Linked DNA regions of Mus musculus: regions 2, 3, 4, 5 and 6 are each linked to region 1. The links are chromatin contacts, called in public Hi-C, HiChIP or PLAC-seq and promoter capture Hi-C maps. All regions are on one chromosome and are shown on one strand. The core of a region is the stretch at or near the end of the contact, and the rest is flanking DNA. Distances in the headings are between cores, read along the strand shown. Region 1 holds the start of Ctu1 (cytosolic thiouridylase subunit 1). Region 2 holds the start of Clec11a (C-type lectin domain family 11, member a). Region 3 holds the start of 2410002F23Rik (RIKEN cDNA 2410002F23 gene). Region 4 has its middle 4.2 kb from the start of Gm18905. Region 5 holds the start of Klk1 (kallikrein 1). Region 6 holds the start of Kcnc3 (potassium voltage gated channel, Shaw-related subfamily, member 3).

Evidence for each region. Promoter capture Hi-C pulls out the DNA fragments that hold promoters and counts their contacts. A called contact is a pair of places that touch in the nucleus more often than the background predicts. HiChIP or PLAC-seq counts read pairs in DNA pulled down with a chosen protein or histone mark.
Region 2: a contact with region 1 is called in a Hi-C map of uterus, with 4 times the contacts expected there. The contact joins the promoter of Clec11a here to the promoter of Ctu1 in region 1. A contact is called at or near these places in 1 of 39 promoter capture datasets (embryonic stem cells), 2 of 484 Hi-C or Micro-C datasets (muscle stem cells and uterus), 1 of 115 datasets of contacts at active chromatin or transcription factors (embryonic stem cells) and 1 of 9 other capture datasets (embryonic stem cells).
Region 3: a contact with region 1 is called in a promoter capture Hi-C map of embryonic stem cells, with 3 times the contacts expected there. The contact joins the promoter of 2410002F23Rik here to the promoter of Ctu1 in region 1. A contact is called at or near these places in 5 of 39 promoter capture datasets (embryonic stem cells, hippocampal neurons, neural stem cells and 1 more), 8 of 484 Hi-C or Micro-C datasets (CD8 T cells, cortical neurons, embryonic stem cells and 4 more), 8 of 115 datasets of contacts at active chromatin or transcription factors (astrocytes, embryonic stem cells, extraembryonic endoderm stem cells and 2 more) and 1 of 9 other capture datasets (embryonic stem cells).
Region 4: a contact with region 1 is called in an H3K27ac HiChIP or PLAC-seq map of embryonic stem cells, with 6 read pairs. The contact joins the enhancer-like site here to the promoter of Ctu1 in region 1. A contact is called at or near these places in 6 of 39 promoter capture datasets (the C10 cell line, embryonic stem cells, hippocampal neurons and 2 more), 8 of 484 Hi-C or Micro-C datasets (B cells, the HL-1 cell line, cerebral cortex and 1 more), 6 of 115 datasets of contacts at active chromatin or transcription factors (double positive thymocytes, embryonic stem cells and stem cell-derived neural progenitor cells) and 3 of 9 other capture datasets (adipose tissue, embryonic stem cells and liver).
Region 5: an H3K27ac HiChIP or PLAC-seq map of embryonic stem cells shows a contact between it and region 1, with 8 read pairs. The contact joins the promoter of Klk1 here to the promoter of Ctu1 in region 1. A contact is called at or near these places in 5 of 39 promoter capture datasets (embryonic stem cells, frontonasal cranial neural crest, hippocampal neurons and 2 more), 1 of 484 Hi-C or Micro-C datasets (embryonic stem cells), 1 of 115 datasets of contacts at active chromatin or transcription factors (embryonic stem cells) and 1 of 9 other capture datasets (embryonic stem cells).
Region 6: a contact with region 1 is called in a promoter capture Hi-C map of embryonic stem cells, with 2.2 times the contacts expected there. The contact joins the promoter of Kcnc3 here to the promoter of Ctu1 in region 1. A contact is called at or near these places in 2 of 39 promoter capture datasets (embryonic stem cells and pre-B cells), 1 of 484 Hi-C or Micro-C datasets (muscle stem cells) and 1 of 115 datasets of contacts at active chromatin or transcription factors (stem cell-derived neural progenitor cells).

The regions. Positions count from the first base shown.
Region 1 is chr7:43,670,375-43,674,157 of GRCm38.p6, reverse strand. Ctu1 (cytosolic thiouridylase subunit 1) reads right to left here and starts at 2,127. Exons shown (of 3, transcript NM_145582.1): 1 at 2,083-2,127. It also overlaps a transcript of Siglece not described here.
Region 2 is chr7:44,305,216-44,309,360 of GRCm38.p6, reverse strand. It overlaps Clec11a (C-type lectin domain family 11, member a), which reads left to right and starts at 2,402. Exons shown (of 4, transcript NM_009131.3): 1 at 2,402-2,742; 2 at 2,887-3,088; 3 at 3,341-3,532. The coding sequence starts at 2,596. It also overlaps a transcript of Shank1 not described here.
Region 3 is chr7:44,244,687-44,248,655 of GRCm38.p6, reverse strand. It overlaps 2410002F23Rik (RIKEN cDNA 2410002F23 gene), which reads right to left and starts at 1,934. Exons shown (of 6, transcript NM_025880.4): 1 at 1,833-1,934; 2 at 361-404. It overlaps LOC115486841 (a small nucleolar RNA gene), which reads right to left and starts at 566; the gene lies at 476-566.
Region 4 is chr7:44,275,514-44,279,183 of GRCm38.p6, reverse strand. No RefSeq gene overlaps it. Among named protein-coding and RNA genes, the nearest start is that of Gm18905, 4.2 kb to the right of the region's middle. Within about 2 kb of position 2,218, at least 3 of the 459 cell types and tissues checked have an H3K27ac peak or open chromatin away from gene starts, as enhancers often do. A contact at or near this core is called in embryonic stem cells, where this site is marked.
Region 5 is chr7:44,223,351-44,227,446 of GRCm38.p6, reverse strand. It overlaps Klk1 (kallikrein 1), which reads right to left and starts at 2,087. Exons shown (of 5, transcript NM_010639.8): 1 at 1,923-2,087. The coding sequence starts at 1,968. It also overlaps Gm10109.
Region 6 is chr7:44,589,476-44,593,282 of GRCm38.p6, reverse strand. Kcnc3 (potassium voltage gated channel, Shaw-related subfamily, member 3) reads right to left here and starts at 2,397. Exons shown (of 4, transcript NM_008422.2): 1 at 1,525-2,397. The coding sequence starts at 2,397.

The DNA.
Region 1 (3,783 bases), core at 878-3,377:
GTTCTCCAAAGGTCCCTAGTCCATCCTCAGAACTCATGCTCAGATCCCCTAAAAGGATACAGCCAATCCTTCTGTGGCCTCAGATGCCAGACACTTCCCACCTACTCCATGGCCAGGGCTGCAGTAGAATTCTAGTAACTCGTCAGGAGTGGTAACGCACGCCTTTAATCCCAGCACTTGGGAGGCAGAGGCAGGCGGATTTCTGAGCTCAAGGCCAGCCTGGTCTACAAAGTGAGCTCCAGGACAGCCAGGGCTATACAGAGAAACCCTGCCTCGAAAAACCAAAAAAAAAAAAAAAAAAAGAATTCTAGTAAATCGCTGTATCTAGGGTAAACTTTAGAATGAAATGGTTGTCTTTCAGTGTACCAAGAATAGACATCAAAATGAATTGTTCTCTAGAAGTACTTTGACCTTGAAGACGTCATCGCAGAAGACGTAGATCATTTTCTATTGTCTATGAAGTTGTTTTCTGAAGGAGCTTTAGGGCCTTGGCATGACTTGGTACAAGACAGTCCTGATACATATGCGATGTCTTGCATTATTGAGTACAGCAAACAGTCCACAAGAGGGACCAAAGTTTCAGGGGTGTGATGTTTCCTTTGATGAGGAGTTTTGGTTTGAGAAACTTTTTAACCCCCCCCCCCAAAAAAAACAACTTTTGTGAAGAAAAAAAAAGACTACCTCCACCTAAATCTTCACATATTATTTAACTATGCAACCTAATTCTTATTTTATTTTAAAAGTTTTTCTGCTGCCCAGAAGTACCTGTCCTAAAGGAGACACAACCTAAAGTAAACGCTAAATAAAAAGAAAGAGCCTGACGTTCAGTTCATTGAGGCTGGACCTCCTTGCTGCCTTGGAGCCCGATTACATTCTAAGGTGACCCTCATTGTTTGATTATCCTGCACAACTCAGAACACTGGCACAGCCTGCTTGTCTGGGTCACTGGTCTCTGCCTTGGCCTCCCCTCCTTCACGACAATTTGCATATAACAACCTGCAGATCCAGCCCAGTTACCTTTTTGACAGGTCCGTGAATGATGCTTGGGAGGCCCCGTGGCTCCTTTCCAGAATGCTCTCAAGTATCCCAGGAACACTCCTTTCCTCTGGCCCAAAGAGTTCTTTCTGATCACTGAACCCAGCAAGCAGCCCTCAAGACTCCCCTAACTCTCCTGGCTGAGCACTGCCCCTTGAACTATCCTCCTCAGCCTTTGTTTCTCCCCTTCCTCTCGCCCGGATTAGGTTCACACCAGTCTCTCCTCACTTCTCCTCACGCCCTGCCCAGCAAGCCCTAGAATCATCAGGCTCAGAGGTGCCTCCAGGCTTGACCTCCTAACGACCCACTTAGGATCCTTGCAGGGCACCTTTCAAGTGCTCCCCAAATCTGTCCCTTCTGCCTGGCTTATCTGTCTCCTGAGAGTGCCCACCACCTTCTACCCCCGCATTTATGCAGAATGGCGTGTAAATACACTCTCTGTTCTCAGTCATCTAATCCTGTGAGGGGGTTGCTATTGTAAGGAGTAGCTTACAGACACACGCAGAAACAGAAAAGGGGGATACCACATCAGTAGTAGCCCTGAGATCATGGAGGGAACCTGGTTGATAGATATATCAGTAGTCTTTAGCTGACGGAGCGAACAGGGCTTATGCTAATTAAGTAAGTATCTGGGATGATGGGGGAAAGAATTGTGTACAGACTGGCGGCAAACCCCCGAGGTAATAACAGGCGTGGTGGTGCACGCCTTTAATCCCAACACTCAAGAGGAAGTGGCAGTTGAATTTCTGCAAGTTCCAGGCTAGCCTGATCTACAAAACAAATTTCAGGGGTGCCTCCGGGTGGCCAACTCTCCTAAAGGGCAGAAGAGGCGTCACCAGAACATATTTAACAGGGGCAAGAGAAGGCAGATGATCTGTTACCACCAAATGAACAAAGCGGCCTGGCAAGAGACCAGACTAGGAGATCCTGGCCAGAACGCGAGTTGACAATCATAAAAGCGAGTGCCAAATCTCTAGAAAGACCTTCAGCTCTCCCGTGGCACCATGGCCCCAAGCCCGTAGGAACCGGAGGAAGAGGAACACTAACCTGAGTGGAACGAGCTGAGTACTCTGCCTGCCACGCGGAAGCCTGGAGCGGAAAAATGCCCTGGGACTACAATTCCCATAAGGCCTTGAACTGCTTTGCCTACGACTTCCAGAATGCAACAGCTCCAGACGCGGGCCTGTAACTCTACAGCAGCTTGGACTCCAATTCCCAGAAACACTTGAGAGTACAGCTTTCCTTCTGCCAAATGCCTCCCCACGGGCCGACTCTGTAGGGCGCACACCAGGGCCTGGGAACCGAGCCCAGAATCCTGATGTTGTCCGGCAACGCGAGGTCACCAGAAGGGAAGTTGAAATCAGAAGTGGTTGAAATCAGAATGGCTGCAGTATAATTTCCTAGTTTTGTGGACTATCATATACTTCTGCTACTTGCTTGCTTCTCAGTCTCTGTTACTGTTTCCCCCTCCCTCTTCTCTGTGTCTCTCTCCCTTGCTCTCTCTTTCTTTGATTCTCTCCCCAGGATCTTACCATGTAGCCTAGGCTGTCCTGGAGGAACTAGCCATATAGACCAGGCTGGCCTTGAACTCAGAGACCCACCTGCATCTGCCTCCAGAGTGCTAAGATAAAAGGTGTATGCAATCTTGCCCCTTTCTGTCTTCCTTCCTTCCTTCCTTCCTTCCTTCCTTCCTTCCTTCCTTCCTTCCTTCCTTCCTTTCTCACAAAGGTGGAAGGAGTCCAGATGACACACAGCTATGTAAGCTATTGTAATACACATCAGTAAATTGTCGTCTTGTACTGTTTAAGGTCACCGGGAACCTGGCGTCCCAGCCCGACTTTAGACCCAAGCATTTTGTCTTAAAGCGTTCTCCAAGACCGCTTCCTCAGTCACCAGCCGGCTTCCTGGTCCTGTGAGAAAGTGAAAGAGAACAGCCAAATAAAGTGGAAACGCTACTTCCTTAAGAACAGGAGAGTAAGTTCTTAGAAGAAAAATAGTGTATCCTTGAACACAGATAGGATGGGACCCATTCCCAGAGACCTCTGCTACTTCTCATCCCATAGGACATCTGTGGTGGGAATGGTTAGTTGGGAGTCTGTCTTCCTGGGATCCTCTTCTTCAGCCTCCTGCAGACTGTGTGTGGTTCCCAGCTTCCCCAGTCTGTTTCTACTGGATGTTTGTTTCATGTCTGACCTGGTGCCCCATTATCTTTCTGCAGTTTGCTGTTTATGCACTTGAAATGAAAAGCATTCCTACTGTGGATCATTCTCCAGTTTCAGACAGCTTTCTACCGACGAACCACACTCCAGCCCCTCACTAGGGGATTCTAGGTAGGGACTCGATTATTGAGCCACTTACTACCCAGGAACTTACTGGGAAATTCTAGGCAGGGGTTTTAACACTGTGCCACACCCTAGCCTCTCATTAGGGGATTCTAAGTGGATGCTCTATTACTAAGCTAGGTATATTCCCAGCACCTCATTGGAGAAACTCTAGGCAGAGGTTTTAATAGTGAGCCATGCCCCAACTCCTCAGTATTGGTATTAGGTAAGCACTCTAATACTGAGCTATAGCCCCAGAATGCACCACTTCTATGCTTTTTAAATTTAAACAGGGTCTCGCCATGTGGCCAGTGCAGTCCTCAAACTTATAATCCTTTGCCTCGGTCCTCCAAGTAGCTGGAATTACGGCCCTGAGCTACCAGCCTGGGTTCAGCTCCGTGGTTCTCAACCTTCTTAATTTTGCAAC
Region 2 (4,145 bases), core at 1,153-3,652, 630 kb before region 1:
CCTTGAGTATACTATAGGTGCCAGGTTCAGTGACTTCTTTCCTGTCAAAGCACACAGAAAGGCTAAGTAATTTGGCCCAGGCCACCCAGCTATAAAGAGGTGGTATCAAGGGTGAAGAACACAGAAGGCTGTCTCCATCTTCTCCACAGGCCTGCTATGGTGTTTCAAAGAACATACCTGAAGATGTATACCCTTCTGCATTCTATAACGCCTCCAATTTCACACACATGGACACACAAAGCTAATTGTGTGCAGGTAGTCAGCTTTCTCCTACCTGGTACATTCACAGAGGAAGGCAGATTCATTCAGCATATTTCAGCCCTCTTCAGCCATGACTTCCACTTTGCCCAGCAGCGTCCCCAGGGCCACTAGGGAACACCAGCTCCTACAGAGGGTTGTTCTAGATAGTTTCTGAGTTTGTCTTCAGCTGCAGCTTCTCTGGGGCATCCTGGGATAAACTGGAGTTGGTACCCAGCTTAGAGAGGCCCTCATCTTGATGCACCCACCCAGGTGCCGAGCAGCTGCGCCCATGGAGAACAGCTGCTGGTGCTGGTACATACACTGAGCGGCTATGAGGCATTCTGCAGTTTACAAAGCCCCTCTGCATTATATGGAGGTCTCCAGCTTCCGAAGAGAGACCTCCGTGCTACAGATGAGCATCCGAGAGGCTCCGAGAATCAGTTGGCTGCCCAAGGTCACTCTGCCCTCTGCGTACTAGGCTTTCTTGAAAACTGGTGTGTTCCTTTACAAGGCCCCTCATGGGACTCACAGCAGCTGAGGGCAGATGTGAGGTACCTGCTTGGAGCCAGCAGCCTTGGTACATGATGCCACACCTGTGACCTCCATACGGCTGCCATGTCTCCTCTCTGAGCTTCTTTGCTTTTTCCTTGCAAACCCTGGGCCCCTAGATCTTTGGCTCATGAATTGGCAGGACCTGCGGGACTAAAGCTCTGCAGGACTCATGAGCCTGGCATGGTGTGGGTAAGGCATGGCCATCTACTCTCCTGGCATTGGAACCTTCCACTGCCCTCAGCGCCTGCACTCAGGCAGACACCTTGAGAACTCCGGTGCAACCTAAACACAAAAGTCTGATTTTTAAGGCCTTTTACCAAGCTGCTGTAACATTGGTCTTATTCATCAGTTTAACTGAGTACCAACTAGGTGCTAGGAAGTCCTGCTTTGATTTGGGGATACAGAAGTAGCCCCAAAATCTATGCCTTGGTCTGCAAGAGACAGATGTAAATAAACAAGCCCATACTGGTTGGACCATACCTAGAAGAAAAGGGGGCATTTTGAGAAAGCATCTCACATGGTGGGCAGAGCTGAGGCTTCAGTAATGAGAAAGAGCTGAGGGAAGAGTTTGCAGAAGGAGGAAAAGGCTAGGAAGGACAGAGTGGTGATGGAGGGTGAGGGGAGATGAGGTGAGACTGCAGAAAAAACGGTTCTCTCCCAGGCCCCAGCCCTGCAGGCTGCACTGAGGACCGAGGAGACCGCGGTTTGGCTTCTCTCCTGCTTCTGATGGGAAGGTGAGGAGGCAGGGGCGTGGGGAGTAATGTGATCTGATTTATGGTTTGGAAGGATTGCTCTGGCTGCGGCAGGCAAGCAGCCCAGATTGGAGGGGCTCTGTAGAAGGAGGGAGAGTAAGGGGAGGCCACTGCAGTGGTCTAGGCTGGGATAAGGCAGCTTGCAGAGGGTTCTCTACTCACGGCCAGTGCTTGGTTAGTATACATACTGGAGATACCTGCTCTGACTGTCAACCCTTCTCCTCCCTTGATGGGGGAACCACTGGGCTCACTACCACCCCTCCCACCCCAGCATCAACCTGCTCAGGGCCTGGCCTGCAGGAGAATCTTGTAGTTACACCTTTTAAGCAGCACACATGCATGCTGTTCACACATATCCCCACAAGCAGGCACCACATACAAGGGCTGGTAGGGCCAGGACAGGCCATCTGGGTAGAGGATGGGAGAGCCCCGGAGCCTGAGAATGTTAGAAGAGTCCCCTTCATTAGGCTGTGTGGTCAGCGGTGACCACAGGATAATAGCAACCTTAGCATACTCTCTGCAGTGTGCCCCCTCCTCAGGAATGGCCAAGACAGAGAGAAGTGAACAGTCCAAAGCTGGCATCCTATCATAGCCTGCTTTGTTCTGAGAAGACTCCTGGACCAAGGCTGAGGCCTACCAGTACCAAGGATGCCCTGGAAAACTTTCCCCATCTTCCTTTTATCCATATAAGTGCTTGTACTTGCAAAAGGGAGGAAAGAGGGCAGAAGCAGAGGTCTGGAAAGTGGCAAGGGGTGGGTGTGGGTAGACCCAAGGCGGGATCAGGCTTTGGAACGTTGGAGGTTTCCGGCCACAGAGGCAGAGCCTCCTGGAAGCCAATAGGGGCGGGGAGACTCACCAAGAGAAGCTGAGGAGATCAAAAGTTGAGACAGAGCAGATCAGGAGGGAAGGCAGAAGAGAAAGCCTGGCAGAAAGAAGGTCCAAGGGGCTTGTGAGCTGCCCACCAGACTGGGACACTTGCTAGGTCTATACAGCAGTCCTACCCCTGGCATTCTGACCTCTCTACTATTTGGGTGCTGGGAAGCCCAGCTGGATGCAGGCAGCCTGGCTCTTGGGGGCCCTAGTGGTCCCTCAGCTTTTGAGTTTTGGTCATGGAGCCCGAGGTCCTGGGAGGGAGTGGGAGGGAGGCTGGGGAGGTGCCCTGGAGGAGGAGAGAGAGCGGGAGTCACAGATGTTGAAGGTGAGTGTTGGAGGGGCACTGTGGGCTTGAGATGAAGTGTTCAGATGGGTAAAGAAAAGTAAGGGGGTTTAGATGGAACAATGGGTTCAGAAAAGAGCTGAGAGGGTAGGCGGGAAGGAAACTGACATGCATTCTCTGACCCAGAATCTCCAGGAGGCCCTAGGGCTGCCCACTGGGGTGGGAAATGAGGATAATCTTGCTGAAAACCCTGAAGACAAAGAGGTCTGGGAGACCACAGAGACTCAAGGGGAAGAAGAGGAAGAGGAAATCACCACAGCACCTTCTTCTAGTCCCAACCCTTTCCCCAGCCCTTCTCCCACACCAGAGGACACTGTCACTTACATCTGTGAGTATTCAGAAGCCAGGGTGGCCTGTCTGTCAAGCACTGACCCAACTCGGAGGCCAGACACATCAAAGGGGCCCAAGGTCCCCAGATGTGTCTGCCTGTCAAGAGTTTAACCCACTGAACTTCATAGACATGGTCACACATCCCACAGATCGCCTCATCCAATCCGCTTTTGGGAGTCTGAGGGCCGTGCCCTCCATGTCCTTAGAGCCCTTAATTGTGCCTCTAGTTGTGCCTTCTGTCTTTTCACAGTGGGCCGCTTGGCCAGCCTCGATGCAGGCCTACACCAATTGCACGTCCGTCTGCACGTTTTGGACACCCGTGTGGTTGAGCTGACCCAGGGGCTGCGGCAGCTGCGGGATGCTGCGAGTGACACCCGCGACTCAGTGCAAGCCCTGAAGGAGGTCCAGGACCGTGCTGAGCAGGAGCACGGCCGCTTGGAGGGTGAGTCTCAGCAGCACAAAGAGGGCCTAGGTGGGAGGAGGAGACCCATGGAGGTCTGAAGACCTGGAGAAAACGGGTATCAGGATACCAGAGGGTCCACATAGAACTGGGAGGTGCTGGCACATCTAGAGATGGATTGTGAGGTGGGTGAGACTTTTCTTGCTCCAACCTGTGCCACACCCTGAAAGCCCCACCCATAGTCTGGAACCGCCTACACCCTGGCCACGCCCCCGAAGGCCCTGGCTCCACTTCACTAACACACTACTGCTCTAACGAGGCTCCCCTTGGCCCCACCCTTTTCAACCCTCCAAAGCATTGGCCCTGCCCCTGACAGCCTGGCCAGGCCTCACTGGTCACAGAAGTTCTAATCCCTCCTACTATCCACGCCTCCTCTGTCCTCAGCGCTTTGGCTCCTCCTGATGGTTTTCCACCCCTGAAGGGTTTGTCTCCTTTTAACCACGCCCCCAGCACTCCCGTCTTGGCTTCACTGGTCACCGCGGTTCTAACTTTGACTCCGCCTCTTTTTAGCCCCCGTCGCTATAAAACCGCCCCCTGCAGTCCTGGCTCTGCTTCATTGGTTTCCGGGCCTTAGCTCTTTGGCCCCGCCTTCAGT
Region 3 (3,969 bases), core at 685-3,184, 570 kb before region 1:
GTTCTCTACTGAGTTTGAAAATTTGGTCCTTTCTGTACCTTACCCAGTCCTTACCCTTAGAAGACAGAAAATACTGCCACCCTCTCTATGTAACTGCAGAGGACTTAGGTGCCTGCCCTTGATGTGTCTGTTCCATTCAGCACCCAGGTTTATTGAGGTGGTTTACTGACTGGTATGGAGTTATGAACAGCAGGTCTGGGATCTTTACCTACACCTGACTGATCCCATTTAAGTTAAGAGTTTTAATATGTAATACCCTATAATTGCGGGTTCATTAAATCCAACTTATAGAGAGTAACTGAAAAGGAAGGTACACTATTTATTTTAGGTGTGGACAGATTAAAAAGTAAAGGCTCTTACCACAGTAAGATGATGATGGATGGCTACGTGGCTTCAAGATACACCTGTAATACCGAAAGGACTTGGTGAGGGTTATGTGTGGGGCCAGCCCACAGGTACAGAACATCAAATTTAGAGGTCCTCAGATCTCCAGGTGTCAAAGGTCCTGGAGGGGCACTGTGTCCTCAAGGGTGTTTGGAGCCCAGTGCTAAACATCACAGGAGCCTCAGGCCTTCTGCAATGTCAAGGCTACTTGCCTTCAGGGATGGTGGCCAAGCTAACACAATAGAAAAGATTGACAAACACAAAATCCACTAGAGGCTCCAAGTTCCCCAGTCCAGTAGGTCCATAGAGATTCCCTATGGACATGATGTTCTGTCTTGGTTCGTAACCTTGAAAAACACAACCTGCAAAGACACACATCCTTCTGAGGAGCCTGGTGGGAGAACTATGGGGGTTCTACAGAGCAAAATGCAAACAAGCAAAACCCTGCTGAGATTTTATATATATAATATAGGCTTATATACATATATATATTTATATAAATAAATAAATAAATAAATGGAAGGCCCAGTGACTTACTCAGCGAGATTTGAACCACCCTGTGAAAGCTGTCTGGGAGATGATTTAGCAAGGAACACAAAGAGAACAGTAGGATTCCCAAGAGGAAAGAGTTTAATCAAGTGTGATAATGGCACTGACCAGTAAGTAGGCAGAAAAAGATTGGTTTACAGGCAAAGGTGTGGTTAAAATATTTTGGGAGAAATATGTAATTTACTTGAGTAGCTGAACCGAAAATGCTTGTACCATCAGGCCCTACAAGACCATCCTGTAGCCATTGTATTAGTATTCTTGCAGGTGAACAAAGGCCTGGCTCCCTTCCTCCTCGTCTACTCCTACCTGCTGCTCCGAAGCAATCCAGTCCTCCACGTGCACTCACTTCCGCCTTGGTAACTCCGTATCGTGTATCTGCCCCTACACCCCATCCTCCTCCAGCCCTCATGTGTTCTAGGTTGCACAAAATTGCCAAAATCCCACACGGGGGAGGGGCAGTGGTAGAGATTTCCTACGGAGAGAACCTGCAGGTAGCACGGGGCTGTCACTGGGAGGAAAGATTCTATGTCACACACCCCCCTCCCTGTCGCCTAAAAAAAAAAAAAAAACCGGGAAGATGGCGGACAAGACCCGCGACGTGAGCAGCAGAAATGGCGTAGCCCGGCTAAGGCAAGACAAAGGAAGGCCTGGCCCGGCATCCCAAGCTCCACAAACCTGGCGAAAGGCATTGTCCCGAAAGTACCCGCATCCGCCCCTTCGAGAGAAACCCTGGTTCCAGCCCGAGCACGCCCGCGGCCCCAAGCAGCGCCCTTGAGCCCGTCCGCGCGACAGGTACACCCGTGACCAGGCCACGGACACCTCGGGACACGTGCTTCCCAGGGTGCAAAGCAGCACCACCGACTGGAAGGTACCGAGGCCAACACCGTGGAAAAACTCACCGGGACAGACCTCACCTCACACGCGATCGCCACAGGCGCGCGCCACCGCCGCGTGTCCCCATTTATAGCGCGCGCTGCCCGTCAGCCCCACCCATCGCGCTCGCAAGGCCCCGCCTCCAGCGGCTCTTGGGCCCCGCCCTGAGGTAGCCCACACTTACGCCTGAGCCGGGGATCCTGCTTTCACGGTGGCAGAAAGAATAAACGTCTGTTGCCCTTAGGACATTCCTGATCAGGTGATAAGGTACGTTGTTCCCAAAGAGGATGAAGAGAATGAAGAACATATCTGAAAGGTTCTTCCGTTACTTCCGTCAGGCAGCTCTTAGACAGCTCCCAAGGAGAGGGCGGGACGAGAAAGCCCCCCATGGGGTGGGGGTTTGGCCAGAACCGGAAATCCCCCGACTTGCCAGCGCGGCAGGCTAGCTCGTTTTTGCTGCAGAAGCTGGGGTCCGCTAAAAGGGCCCACCCGGCAGTAGTCGCAGCTGCGGCGCGGGAGGCAGGACCAGCACACACTGGCAGACTTTTAGGGAACCATGGGTGTGGTGTAGTTAGAGGGCTGGGTTCTGTGATGTGCGGGCCCGGAGCGGGGACGCTAGGGCGGAAAGGAGGGGAATTCCCTGTGCCAGAAAGAGGGCAGGTTGGGGTCTGGACCCCTGGGTGTGAGGGAGGGTGGGTGGTGTCTGGACCCTTGTGTATGAGGGCGTGAGGCTGGAGGGCTGCACTACTGGGTTTGAATCTGGAGGCTGAGATAAGGACTGCTGGGTCTGAGGAAGGAGGCGGAGGGCTGGAACCCCTAGGTCTTGGGGGATAAGGGTCAGGGTTCTGAATACTTGGATGAGCTCGAAGTGGGTCCTCAACCACAGAAGTCATAGAACATTTTTTTTTTAAAAGTCTGCACCTCATACCAGTTCTCTCTTTCTTCATTTTGCCCTCCAAATAGTCTATGTTACACTCTTCAAGCTCTAGATTCCTTAATGTGACCTGAGTATTCTTTGTTTAGCTGGCCCTCTGCTCATTAGGGCTCTTTCTCATTCCGCTGGGGAGACTGGCCTGGGAACCTAGTGGTCTGAAGTAAAGGGAAAGATTCTTCTCTTAGGTAAACGAGTTTCCATTATTGCTGCTGGCTCACACCAGAGGAAAGTCAATAGTTTGATGAGACAAGGCCTCTCTCTCTAGAACAGGCTGGCCTTGAGCTCAGAAAGCTCCCTGTCTGCTTCTGTGCTTGGCTCCCGTTACCACATTGATGGTTAATATGGTCAACTTCTCCAAATCTGGTATTACCTAGGAAAGAAGCCTTGGAGCATACCTTGTGGAGAGTTATCTAGGTTAGCTTAGCCGCTGACCATGCACAGGTTATCTTAGTTGGGTTAGTTGACCTGGGAAGGCACACCCACTATTGGGGAACCATGGGCTGCATAAATGGAGAAAGCTGAGCACCAGTGTAAATGTCCCTCTGACTGCAGATGCAGTGTGACCAGCAGCCTCCTCAAGCTCCTGCCTCCTTGACCCTCACCTTACCTCTCCATGTGATGAACTGCACTTTGAACTGTGAACCTGTCCCCTTACGTGGCGTTTATCAGGGTGTTTTATCATAGCAACAGAAAAATAAGACACCTTTCTCTTTCCCCATAGCATGGACCCCCTTACCTTCATCTATGGGCACATACATTGCATCTGTCTGCACAGTATTGACACTGTTTATTTGATTACTTGTAGATCTAGTATAAGACAGAGTTGTTACTCTGTTTAAAAATGGACGCATTTGCTTGGGGAATGTGGCTCAGTTGGTAGAGTGCCTGTCCAACATGAAGGAAGCGCTGGGTTCATCCCTAACATTAGACCAGGCATGCTTGTGTCCACCTAGAATGCCAGCAAGAGACTGAGAACTTAGATTCCATCTTGGCTACATAGTGAGTTCCAGACCAACCTGAAATACATGAGAACACATCTAAATTTTTTCCTTTGAAAATACAATGTGCTTATTTTAGATTTATATGTATGAGTGTTTTGCTTGCATGTGTGTGTGCTTGGTACCCTTAGAGGTCAGATGGGAGTGTTGAAACTGGAGTTCTGGGCAGTTGGAAACCGCCATGAGGGTTTTGGGGATCAAGCCCTGGTTCTCTGTAAAACTCTTAAAAGC
Region 4 (3,670 bases), core at 969-3,468, 600 kb before region 1:
ATCTGTACCAGACCACAGAAGGCAAAGTGGGTTGAGATGAGGGCATGCCACAGATTCCTTGTCCAGGGCTCTTTCAGCCCTGAGGTCTGGGCTGTCATCGGTGAAGAACCGCAGTTCAAATCTTCTTAAGCGCATTTCTCAGCCTCCAGGGTAAGTCCCACCACAAAAACCCATACTGAAGCTGTCTGCTGGTGTGAGTCTTAAGCTAGGTCACAATGAGGACCCAGATATAAATCAGTTATGGGGGAATCACGGGCCAGCCTAGGCTTGTATTGTAAGAATGTCTCTGTCTTGAAAAAGAAAAGCAAAACCTTGAGAGAGGCTCCGGAGGCCATGCCGCTTCCTGAGGATCTACAGGCAGCTAGCTAGTGATTGCTAGGGGATGCAGACATTTTCTTCAGTGGTATAGCCACTTACAAGTTTCACAGACTCCTGTGAGCAATCCCAGTTAAACCCATTAGGTCACACACAAAAAGACATGGCCACAGAAGCTGTGGGTTGGTCAGAGTTCTCTAGAGGAGCAGAGTTGACAGAGCGAGTACACATGGGAAGGGCTGACTAGACTGACTTTCATGATGCAGCCTGGACAGACCAACAATAGCTGTCTTCACAATGAAGAGACTTGAGGACCAGTGGCTGTTCAATCCACGAGGCTGGGGTGCCTCGAGATTTCCAATCTGATGCTAAAGGCCTTGAGGATACTGGGTGAGCCACTGGTCTTCAGTCCACATTGGAAGACAGAAGAGACTGAGCTCTGAGATCAGGAAAGGGTGACATAGGCGGCGGCGGCGGCAGCAGCAGCAGCAGCAGCAGCAGCAGCAGCAGCAGCAGCAGCAGCATTGATGAACTTAACGTTGTCAGGGAGACACAAAGGCATTAACCACAGGGGACTATTGTGTAGATTGAAAACCTTCATCTTGGAGGCCAGCTCCTTAATCTAGAAAGTAATAAGCAACTCACAGGCTTCAGAAAGTCCCTGAAATTGAGCAGACTCACTAGGCTCCTCCCTCTTCACGCATACATAAGTAGAAAGGACTGCTAAGGGTCACTCTCAGACCAACTGAACTGTCTGGGAAAGACAACCTCTAACCTATTGAGCTGTCTGCAGGCTGTGCAGTGTGCTCTAGGGTCCCATCTTATGTGAGTTGTCATCCATGCTAGGATGGGCTTTTGTCAAAGTCGGCTATCGGAGTCATTTCTGCTTCTGTAAGTAACCCCAATAAAACTCACTGGTTCACCAAGATGGACTTTGGTGGCATCTGTTCTTTGTTCTGTGGTCAGTTCTCTATTCATGGTGAGAAAATGTTTATGTCTTCCCAGGAATAATGTCACACGACTGACTAGGTGGGGGAAGGAAGGGATTCAGTAGGTATGGGAAGGGACAAGATGAGGGACAAGGGGGATGAGTATGATTAAACATTACGCTATAAACATGGAAGAATGTGCCATAACGAAACCCACTATTGTGCACAATTAATACCTGCTAATTGAAAAACTTAAACAAAAAGTGAAACAAATGAAGAAGAACCAGAAAAAAATTGAACAAGATAAGAAGACCTGCCATTACAAGGAATTTCTTGAAGCTCCTGAAAGCCTGCGTAAGTGTGGATCATAAACCATTTATCTGCCAGATCTCCAGCCCCATCTCCTGAGAATAAGGCTTTCCTCTGAATAACCATAATATCACTCCCAGTGTCTACACCAGGAGGCTCACTGCCTCCTTCAACTCCAGCTTCAGGTGTTCTGACGCCCTCTTCTGACCTCTGTGGGTACTGCACTCAGTACCTCCCATCCAGACAGATATGCACTGCAAGTAAATAAAAAATAAAAGGAAAGAAGGAAGGAAGGGAGGGAGGGAGGGAGGGAGGGAGGGAGGGAGGGAGGAAGGAAGGAAGGAAGGAAGGAAGGAAGAGGGGCTGGAGAGAAAAGGCAGTTTAGTGGCTAAAAGTTACTGGCTGCTTTTCCAGAGGACTCCAGTTTGACCCCAGGCCCCCACAAGACAGCTTACAACCATTTGTAACTCCAATTCCAGGGCCACTCAACACCCTCTTCTTGCTCCTGAGGGCATGGTGTGCACAGACAGACACACCTGCAGGCAATGTAAGTGCTAACAGCTCTGAGGGGGAAAGGTATCCTGGCAGCCAGGAGCCAAGGAATACCACAGAGTCACACCATACAACAAACCTCATACAAGGTGAAGGCAGGCTTTATGTAGGGCTTCCAGGGGTGGGGCTTTCCAGGGTGGCCTGGGATAGGATAGGGCTTGTCTTCCTGCATCTCTACGGGCTGGGTCCGCCTGCTAGAGTATTCTCGGGGGGGGGGGGGGGGGGGCAGAGTCTGGTTGTTGGGTGTCCTTAGGTGTGGGGCCTGGCCACTTGTATGCCTCAAGGGTCTTACACAGGCAAAACACCATGCTAGTTTTAAAAATTTACACATAAAAGTAAATCTTTGTCTTTGAAAGAAAGAGAGCTCTAACCTCCTTGGACACTGCAGAACGCCCTTTCAAAGAATTCCTGTGCTCTAGGGACAGACAAACAGAAGCCACAATTCACTCAGAAACATCAGCGTCAGACTCCGAGGAAGGTCTGTACATTTAAATTTCAGCTACAAGGAGAAAACAAGGTCAAAAAGGAAATTAGCAAACGGTTCGAGAAGCAAGAAAAGGAATTACAAAATAAACGCGAAGGAGGGAGCAGAGACCTGCAGAGAAGATGGCTTCTTGGTAGGAGCGGTTCTCTCTTTTCCCATAGTCCCCATGGTTTTCATTCCTACCCTCTTGGTTCCTACCACCCCCTCAGTTCCCACTCTTCCCACCCACTCAGTTCCCATTGCCCCACTCCTCCAGTTCCCACTGTTCTCACTCCTCCAGTTCCCACTGTTCTCACTCCTCCAGTTCCCACTGTTCCCACTCCTCCAGTTCCCACTGTTTCTACTCTCTCATTTCCCACTGTTCCCATTCCTCCAGTTCCCAGTGCCCCACTCCTCCAGTTCCCACTGTTCCCACTCCTCCAGTTCCCACTGTTCCCACTCCCTCAGTTCCTACTGTTCCCACTCCATCAGTTCCCACTGTTCCCACTCCCTCAGTTCCCACTGTTCCCACTCCCTCAGTTCCCAATGTTCCCACTCCTCCAGTTCCCACTGTTACCACCCCCTCAGTTCCCACTGTTCCCACTCCCTCAGTTCCCACTGTTCCCACCCCTTCAGTTCCCACTGTTCCCACCCCCTCAGTTCCCACTGTTCCCACCCCCTCAGTTCCCACTGTTCCCACTGTTCCCACCTCCTCAGTTCCCACTGTTCCCACTCCCTCAGTTTCCATGGAGTAGCCACCCCAGTCAGTCTTCATCCAAGACTGACTTCTTCGGGAAGGGAGCGTGGGATCCTGAGCAGGCTTTCTGATGATGTCCTAGCCTCTGTGGTTGCAGATGTCACTGGGACCTCCCTGGTGACAGTGGGTTGTCCTCTGTGCAGAGGACTGGAACATCTCTAAAGAGCGCCCCCTAGAAGATGACTGAAGTAGAAACTTAAGGATCCTTTGGAAAGTCAGTTGTATTGGATGGTGTTTTGCTGGGGCAAACATGTGAAGGAACATTTACTGAGGCAGACACAGGAGAAAGGATGTTCTGCTCAAGCAAGCACATGAAAGGACAGGTAATGAAGGAGTCTTTGCTAA
Region 5 (4,096 bases), core at 838-3,337, 550 kb before region 1:
AGGGCTGGGATCAGGGGACATGCTCAGGAGATTTGGGGAAGGGACCCATATATGGCTGGTCCTGGATAGGGAGATCTATGCTGTGGGTATAAAAAGAACTTTTGAAGCAAGACTCAGGTATAGTGTCAGGCCACTTTATAGTTTTGGGCTAAGGGATGACAGGGCAACCAGAGAGAGACAGACAAAGAGAGGAAGAGTGAGAGAGACAGAGAGACCGAGAGAGGTGGGATTTCACTTCATTCTTGAACCAATGAGAGTGAATTCAGAGGCCTTGAGGCTTTGGCATTAGAGTCTGCAAGTCTTGAGAAGAGTCAGGGGCTGGGCTGGGTTTTGGGAATTCTGGAAAGGGTGAGGTCTCAGAAAATTGGATTTGAATGAATAAATGAAACCAGAAAGGGAGCTTGGGGTTAATTTGGGGTTTCTCGGATTGGGCATGAAGTGGCCAGCTGGGATGGGAGAAAATGAGGGTGTCCAGATCAAAGGGGCAGGGTTAAGACTAGGGCGTGGGCTCCTGTTAGGGTCTGTGGTGGAGATAACATCTAAGAGGGGTGGGGGCTCCCTAAGGAGTTTGAGATGAGACAAGCAGTGAGAGAAGGAAATTCTGGGTGTCTGTGACAGACAGGATCTGCTTCCTGTGGAGGTGGGCAAGTGATCTGGGTATTGCAGAGGCTCAGGGTTCTCTTGGAGGCAGCCTCTGGACAGGAGTAGAAAAGGAGTTAAAGCAAGTCAGGCCGCTGTGAGCAGAGGAAGACACACTGATGTGAGGTACTAGGGTTAGGCATTGGGGTCTTTGGGGTGTTCTGCACAGAGTGGGAACTAGAGCTGTGCTATGGGGCTCTGATGAGAAAGCACAGGAGCCTGTGGTGCAGGGAGTGCGGCATGAGGGGGAAGAGGAGGCCAAGGCATAGCATTTGGAAAAAGAGGAAATCTTGGCAAGCTATGCATAGCTGCACTTCTCTGTAATCCCAGCACACAGCAGGTTGAGGCAGAGGGATTGCCATGGACTGGAGACAAGCCTGGGCTACATCATGAGACACAAACTCAGAACTTATTCCCAAGACCTTGGCAGGAGATGGCTTGGTTGCTACAGGAATGGCCGTGTAAGTATTAAGACCGGAGAAGAACCTTCCAAACCCCAGGGAAAAAGTCAGGTGTGATGCTGTGCACCTGTAACCCCAGAGCTGGGGAGGTGGAAACAGGAGGATTCCCCCGAGGCTTGCTGGACAGCCATCTTAGCCTAACAGGAACTCTCTATACAGTGAGAGACCCAGTCTCAGGTGGCGAGTGATTGGTTAAGATACTTAATATCCACATCTGGCGTCTGCTACCTGACTCCTCTTACAAAACCCAGACTAAACCAAAAAAGCCATTGAGAAGGGACATGGACATTTTCCCCACACCAGAAAGCAGGGGGCAGGGGGGACCATCTTATGTCACAAGCCAATTTGAGAAGTGAAAGTTTTGGTAGAAACTGAGCAACTTGGGATGATGGGGGACCAGTTGTCAGCATGTGGACAACACAGCTGAAGGCTGGCAGCTGCTGCAACTGCCTAAGGTGCTATTGGGGGATTTAGACAAGCCTCTGATTCAAGGTTTGGGCTATGAGGCTCTAGGAAAAGCAATGAACTTGAGCGACATCTGAGGTCCTAAGGTTGGTAAGAGGTTGGGTTCCTTAGAAAGACTGGAGAAGCTCAGAAATGATCAGGTGTCTAAGGAAGAGGAGAAAGTTCTGGAAAATGGGAAGGAACAGGGGCCTTTCCTGGGAAAAAGGAATGTGAGGGACCTGGCAGTGTACAGGGCAGAGAAGGAGGAGCAGGTACTCATGATGTAGCTGGGGTGAGGGGCAAGGGGGAAAGGGATGTCTAGGGCCAAAGGCAGCAGGAGAGTCAGGGCTCTGTTCCCTCCCCCTTCCCTTATCTCACCAATCCCTCCTAGGGACAGGGCTAGGAACAGGATCAGGAACCTCATGGTAACAGGAGTCCAGGAGCTGCAGGCAGTGATCTTGGAGCTGTAGAGGCTCCTGGGGAGCCTTTAAAAACCCTCATTCTCCCCCACAGCCCCACCCCTGCCGTGTTGGCAGCCAGATGTTGGCCAAAGCCCTGCCCTTCCTGACAGAGTTGTACTCCCTTCTCCCACCCTCATGGCTGTGGGAGGGGAGGGCCCTGTTGCACCTGCTCTCCTGTGGGCCCTAGGTCACCTTGGATACCTTCCCAGGTCTGAGATTGGGTGGGGCAGGTCCTGTTGCTCCTGGAGCTGTTAGTGTTATGGTGACCTAAGGCAGATGGCAAGGTCAGGGGCAATGGTGAAGGGGTGTGAAAGGAAGGTGGAGGAGCCAGTGACCCCCAATCCACTGCTCTAAACAAGGTCATATACCTCTAGTCCAAGGTTACCCTAGAAACCAGCAGTTAGTAGAAATTCTTTGCCGTTGATAGCCACAAGGGCTGCAGGCTCTCTGCAGATATAAATACTTTTTTTTTGAGAATGCCAAAATTATTACCTTTTTGGACTTGGAACTCTGGGTTACTGATTTTATTGTTTCATGAGAGGTTTGAGAGCTGGGTGTAGTGGTGCAAATCTTCAGTACCAACACTTTGAAGCCAGAGGCAGGTTTATCTGTGTGATTTTAGGCTCTAGTATTCTATGATGTAGACCAACCTAGTCTACATAGTGACTTTCAAGACAGCAGGGTAATATATAGTGCTGTTTCCAAATAACCAATAAAATAAAATGAATGAAAGTTATGGTGCACATTACCATGGTCCATTGACACTTTGATTCAAGAATAAGAGAATTCAGGTTATTCTACAGTGGAGTGTCACCCACCCTGAACAGTGTTGGGATAACAATGACTATTTTCTTCCTCATTTCCAAGATCCTGAGCTATATTTTGAGGTTAGCTCATCCCAGCTTATTTGAGACCCTTTCTCAAGAAACAGCAACCAGAAAATGTCACTTCCCCCCAGGAGCCTCATTAAGGGTTCAGCTTGGCAGCTGCATATTTTGGTGCACACCTTTGATCCCAAAACTTAGGAGGCTGGGGCTGGTGGATCTTGGTGAGGTCCAGGTTAGACTGTGCACATAGTGTACTCAGGCCAGTGAAACAACACAGGGTCTCAAACTTTAAAACATCAAGAAGTCAGCATGCGTTCTGGTACAGAGAAGGGGAAATACCCAGCCTTTGACACCTACTTACTGTTGCAGGTTTCAGACCCATCCCCTCTCGTTGAGCATCTAGACTATTTTAGCTCTCATGGCAGTTAGCACATTTGACCTGGGTGTATTCCTGTGTGCCCTGTAAGCTCCAAGAAGACCAGGCTAGCCCTAATCCAGGGTAAATGAGGAGCTGGTGATCAATTGGCCACCTAATTCTCCTGTGAGTCCTAGGCCTCTGTGCCCAAGTTCTTCTGAAAACTACACTGTTCTTTGCTCTAAAGGACAAGAGAGGAAGCACGCATTCATCCACTTGTGAGTTCTTTCAAACCCTGGATCATTTATGTGTGTGGTCAAGCATACATAATCATGCTGGAGTTTGATAGGTGTACTGCATCAGAAGCAGCCAGTGCATGGGAACTGAAAGAGTAGAAGTGGTGCTGGAGATTAGCTACAAACAGCATCCACAGGGAACAGGTTGTACATGAGAGGGGGGAAAAGGAAAGGAGGAAAAGGATGAAGGTTTGTATGCATCGAGAGAGAGTGAAGAAAACATCCAGGTCCCCAGAACTTTCTCCCTCCCCAGCTGACTTGCTCTCTTCCTGGGAGGAGGACCGCAAGTTGGTCCTACCTGGCTGGTCCCTCACCTTCATCTTCCTGGCAACTTTGTTGGTGTTCAGCATGGTGGATGGGTAGATGATCTATATGCATGGTCCGTAAACTGGTTTCATCGGCCTCTGGATTGACTGCAGGAGGCATAAGTGTGCCAATGTGGGACAATTCACTGGTCAGTGTATACATAGACTGGGGGGTCCTTGTACTGGGTGGTAGAGGTGATTGTGGGGTAGGGCCAGTGGCACTCTCCCAGGAGTCTCTTTGGGAGTGTAGGTTAAAGCTCACAGTGTCCATTATTGTTGGTGGTAACTCTATGAGTGGCTGTAGAGTT
Region 6 (3,807 bases), core at 1,148-3,647, 920 kb before region 1:
AGTACGAATGCGGCACTGCGGCTCAGCGTCCTTCCTGGCCCAGGACGCAGCACGGTGGGGGGCGGGGGCGAGTGGAGAATGGCTCTCCCGTTACCCACTTTTGCTAATGCCCCCTCTTTTCCTGAACTCACCCCCAAGCTATTCCCACATACCTCGTTCCAGGGTCTCTTGGCCCAAAGGAAGTTTCAGGAAGGGGCGGGGGGAGAAAAGAAACTATGACCAGAGCTATCAAGAGAGTCTTCATGAGGCCTGGGAAGTTACTGAGGCTTATAAACTTCCAGGAGAGCTCTTTGAGGGACTCTGGGGTTTCTAAGAAAGGAGAGGGTGGAGAAGAGAGGAGGACCGCGGAGGGTTCTGGGTTTACACCAGGGGAAGCAAACAGAAGAGTGATGGTAGGGGGTGTGGGGAAGTGGGGGTGAGAGGGTGAGGGGAGCAAGGCTGGGAGAGGAGAACCTTGCGGGTTGAGCTATCCCAGGAGGGGCTGGGGTGAGAATTGAGAAATTTCTGGGTTGATGACTTGGATTTGAGGTGACACAAACTTCTGAAAGTCACTTGGCAGAATGAGAAAGTAACCGGGGAAGGAGGGATGGAAATGAAATTAATCCCGGAGACACAGGGCAGGTGTGCAGTTGGAGGGAAGGATATACGAACTGTGAGCAATTCGGTGGGAGGGGGGGGAACGACACACATACTGGGGGTACTGGAGAGGATAAGTATAACATAGGGCTCTTTTGGAGACACAGGAGTGGAACCTGCTGGACTCGAGGGAGGAAGTCCTTTGAAGGAGGCTGGTAAAGACGGTGAAGGATTTAAGGGTTTAGAAAGGAAGACGCCACCCCCAGCACACACTCAGCTAGATTGTGGGAAACTGTCCTGACTAGGACCAGTAGTTTGGAGGTTCAGAAGGCTCTGAGGGTTCCTTGGGGGGCGGAGATCTTCTAGAACTTTTGAGAGCTAAGAGCAGAAGATCACAAACAGCCAGGAGGCCCAAAGTTGAGAGAAAAACAGATCTAGGAGTTGGGCCCAGGGAGAATGAGGGAGGGCTCCAAGGAGGGAGAGATGGAGATGGAACTTCAGAGGGTCTGGAGATGGGTGGGACCTGGGACACTGAGGATCGGGAATAAGAAAATGGCTTTGGAGTGTTCAAGGGACAGTGGGAGAAGTTTTGAAGAGGCTGAGGCCATTCTGGGGACCTGCCAAAGGTCTCAGAAGGTGTGTGAGAAAGGTGGGGTAGGACTGTCAGGGAAATCCAGCTAGGAAGCTGTTCCCCAGGATCTATGATGACTAGGAGCAGCAGCGAGTTGGGGTTTAGAAGGTCCCAGGGACGCTTAAGTTTTCGGGAGGTGTCCTTGGAAGGGTGGTCTAAAGAGAGGGGTGTGTTTGCAGGGGTGCAGGGAACTCCAGCTGCAAGGAGGAAGGGCTTCCAGAGAACTGGAGGGCTCAAGAGGAGGAGGGACACTGGGATGGAGTGCTCCGGAAACAGAGCGGTTGGGATAATTAGGAGTGCTCGGAGAGCGCGCTCACCCTGGCAGCCCGCGACGAGTAGGGGTCCTCAAAAAGCGCCCACACACGGGGCTGCCAGCGCCGCCACCAGGTGCCGCCCGCGCCGCCCGCGCCCCCGGCAGGTCCTCCGGCACCTCCGCCCGCGTCCTGAAAACACAGACGCTTGAGCTCGCCGCCTGCCCCGTCCAGGCCGCCGCCTCCTGCGCCCGCCTCGTCGTCCAGTCCCGCATCGTGCGCGCCTCCGGCGTTGGCGTTGGCGTTGGCCGAGGAGTCCGGGGCCTCGAAAGAGTCCAGTGCCTCCTCAGCGTCACGGTGCTGGCGATAGGTCATCCAGCAGCAGGCCTCCACGTCCGTCTCGTCTATGCCCCAGAAGCCCAGCTCCTCCTCGAAGAGCGGCCCGCACACGTCGGCCGGGCAGTGCAGTTTGCCGGTGCGGTAGTAGTTGAGCACGTAGGCGAAGACGCCCGGGTGACGGTCGAAGAAGAACTCGTCCGTGCCCGGGTCGTAGTCAAAGCGCGCGGCCGCCTCGGGCTCGGTCAGCCCGGCCAGTCTGGTCCCTGGCAGGGTGCGCAACGTGGAGCGGTACGTCTCATGGCGCACGCCGCCCACGTTGATCACGATCTTACCGCTGTCGCCGCCGCCGCCGCCGTGCCGCCCCATGGCCACCGCCGGCAGCCCGGGGCATGGCTCGGCACGCCGGCCCCCAGGCCCGCAGGAAAGCGGGGCACCCGCCGGGGAGGCGGCAGTGCCGGGCTGAGAGCACTGCTGCTGCTGCGGCGGCGGCAGAGGCGGCGGTGAGGACTCAGGCGGCTGCGGCGTTGGCACCGGCTGAGGCTGCTGCTTGCCGGTCCCCTGGCGCCCGCGGAACGACCAGACGCACACTGAACTGAGCATTGGACAGGGAGGCGGGGCTGGGAGGGGGCAGGGTCTCGGGGGCGGGGCCCGGGTAGAGAGGCAGACGTGATTGGACAGGAGGAGGCGATGAATGGATGGGAGGGTGTGATTGGGCAGGTGGAGGGAGGGCACGAGCTGATTGGGCTGAGCGACTGGGCGGGGCCACGGCTAGGCAGACTCCGACCCAGCCTAGCTAGAGGAGGTGGGGTTGCACAGAAAGCTCAGGGATTGGATCCTACCTAGGAGAGGGCGGGGCGTCAAGGGGACCCTAAAAATGCCTAACTCAGCAGCACAGCGAAAATGGAGACCTCAGAGCCAGGTATGGGAAAGAGCCAGGTACCGTGAAGGAAGGGGGATCAGGCGTTCAAGGTCATGCTACAAAGTGAGATAGAGGCCAGCCTGGGCTGCATGAGACTCTGCCTCGAAAAAAAAAGGCCTATCAATTCTGGTGGGGGTAGGGGTGAGGAACGGGTTGGGGGGTGGTGGGTGGGGGGAAAGAAGTCACAACAAGAGAAGCTGACAAAAAGAAAACAAATTGCCTAGAGCCCGGGCAGGCGGGACCTGCACTGAAAAGGCAAATGAACGGGAAAGTAGGAGTAATTGGATGCAGCGAGCCCAAGAGATTATTAACAATCCTTATTGGGCCGCGACAATGAGGGGGGAGGGTCTCAACTGGGGTGAGGGCGGTACAAGGGAACTAGAGGTGGAGTTGGAACTTGATTAAATAAAAAAACTCACAGGAGACAGTCGAAGCGGAAGATACTGGGACGCTATGGTAAAGGAAGGAAGGCGAGGCCTGGGAGCCTCTGGATGAAAGCTGGGGAGGGGCGGAGGCTGCAAGTTGTGGAGTTGAGGGAGGTCTTAGGTTCGCTGTCCTCCTGCTTCAACATTAGCATCCCAAGTAGCTGAGATGACAGATGAGCACCACCATGTCCAACTGGATGTTGCAAATTTGGACTTCGTTAGACGGGGTTAGACCTGGGCGAAGAGGATCCGGACGAATGGGAGACACAGGCAGATGGACAGGGTCTATATCTTATATGAAACACCTTCAATAGTCCAGAGGAAGATGCGACTAGTAAGTGGATGGCAAAGTGGGGCGCTAAAAATGAGCATTTAGAGAGCCAGAAGCCTCCAGGCTGGTGGGATGGAGTTCTGGAAATGAGATGCCTGTTAGGGGAAGGACACTCATTGCTGGGCACGGGGCTGGGGGTGGGCTGGAATAGAGAGATTCATTGGTAGAGACCCCGGAGGATGGTCCACTACGTCTTAGGGAAGGGGCAAAAGTTGCCAGCTGGTGGAAGAAAGGGGATGAAGCGTAGACAACAAAGAGTGCAGACAGAAGGGCCAAGAGATGGGTAAAGGAGTGGGGACCAGGCATGCAGGAAAGAGCGCCACCGGGAGCACGGA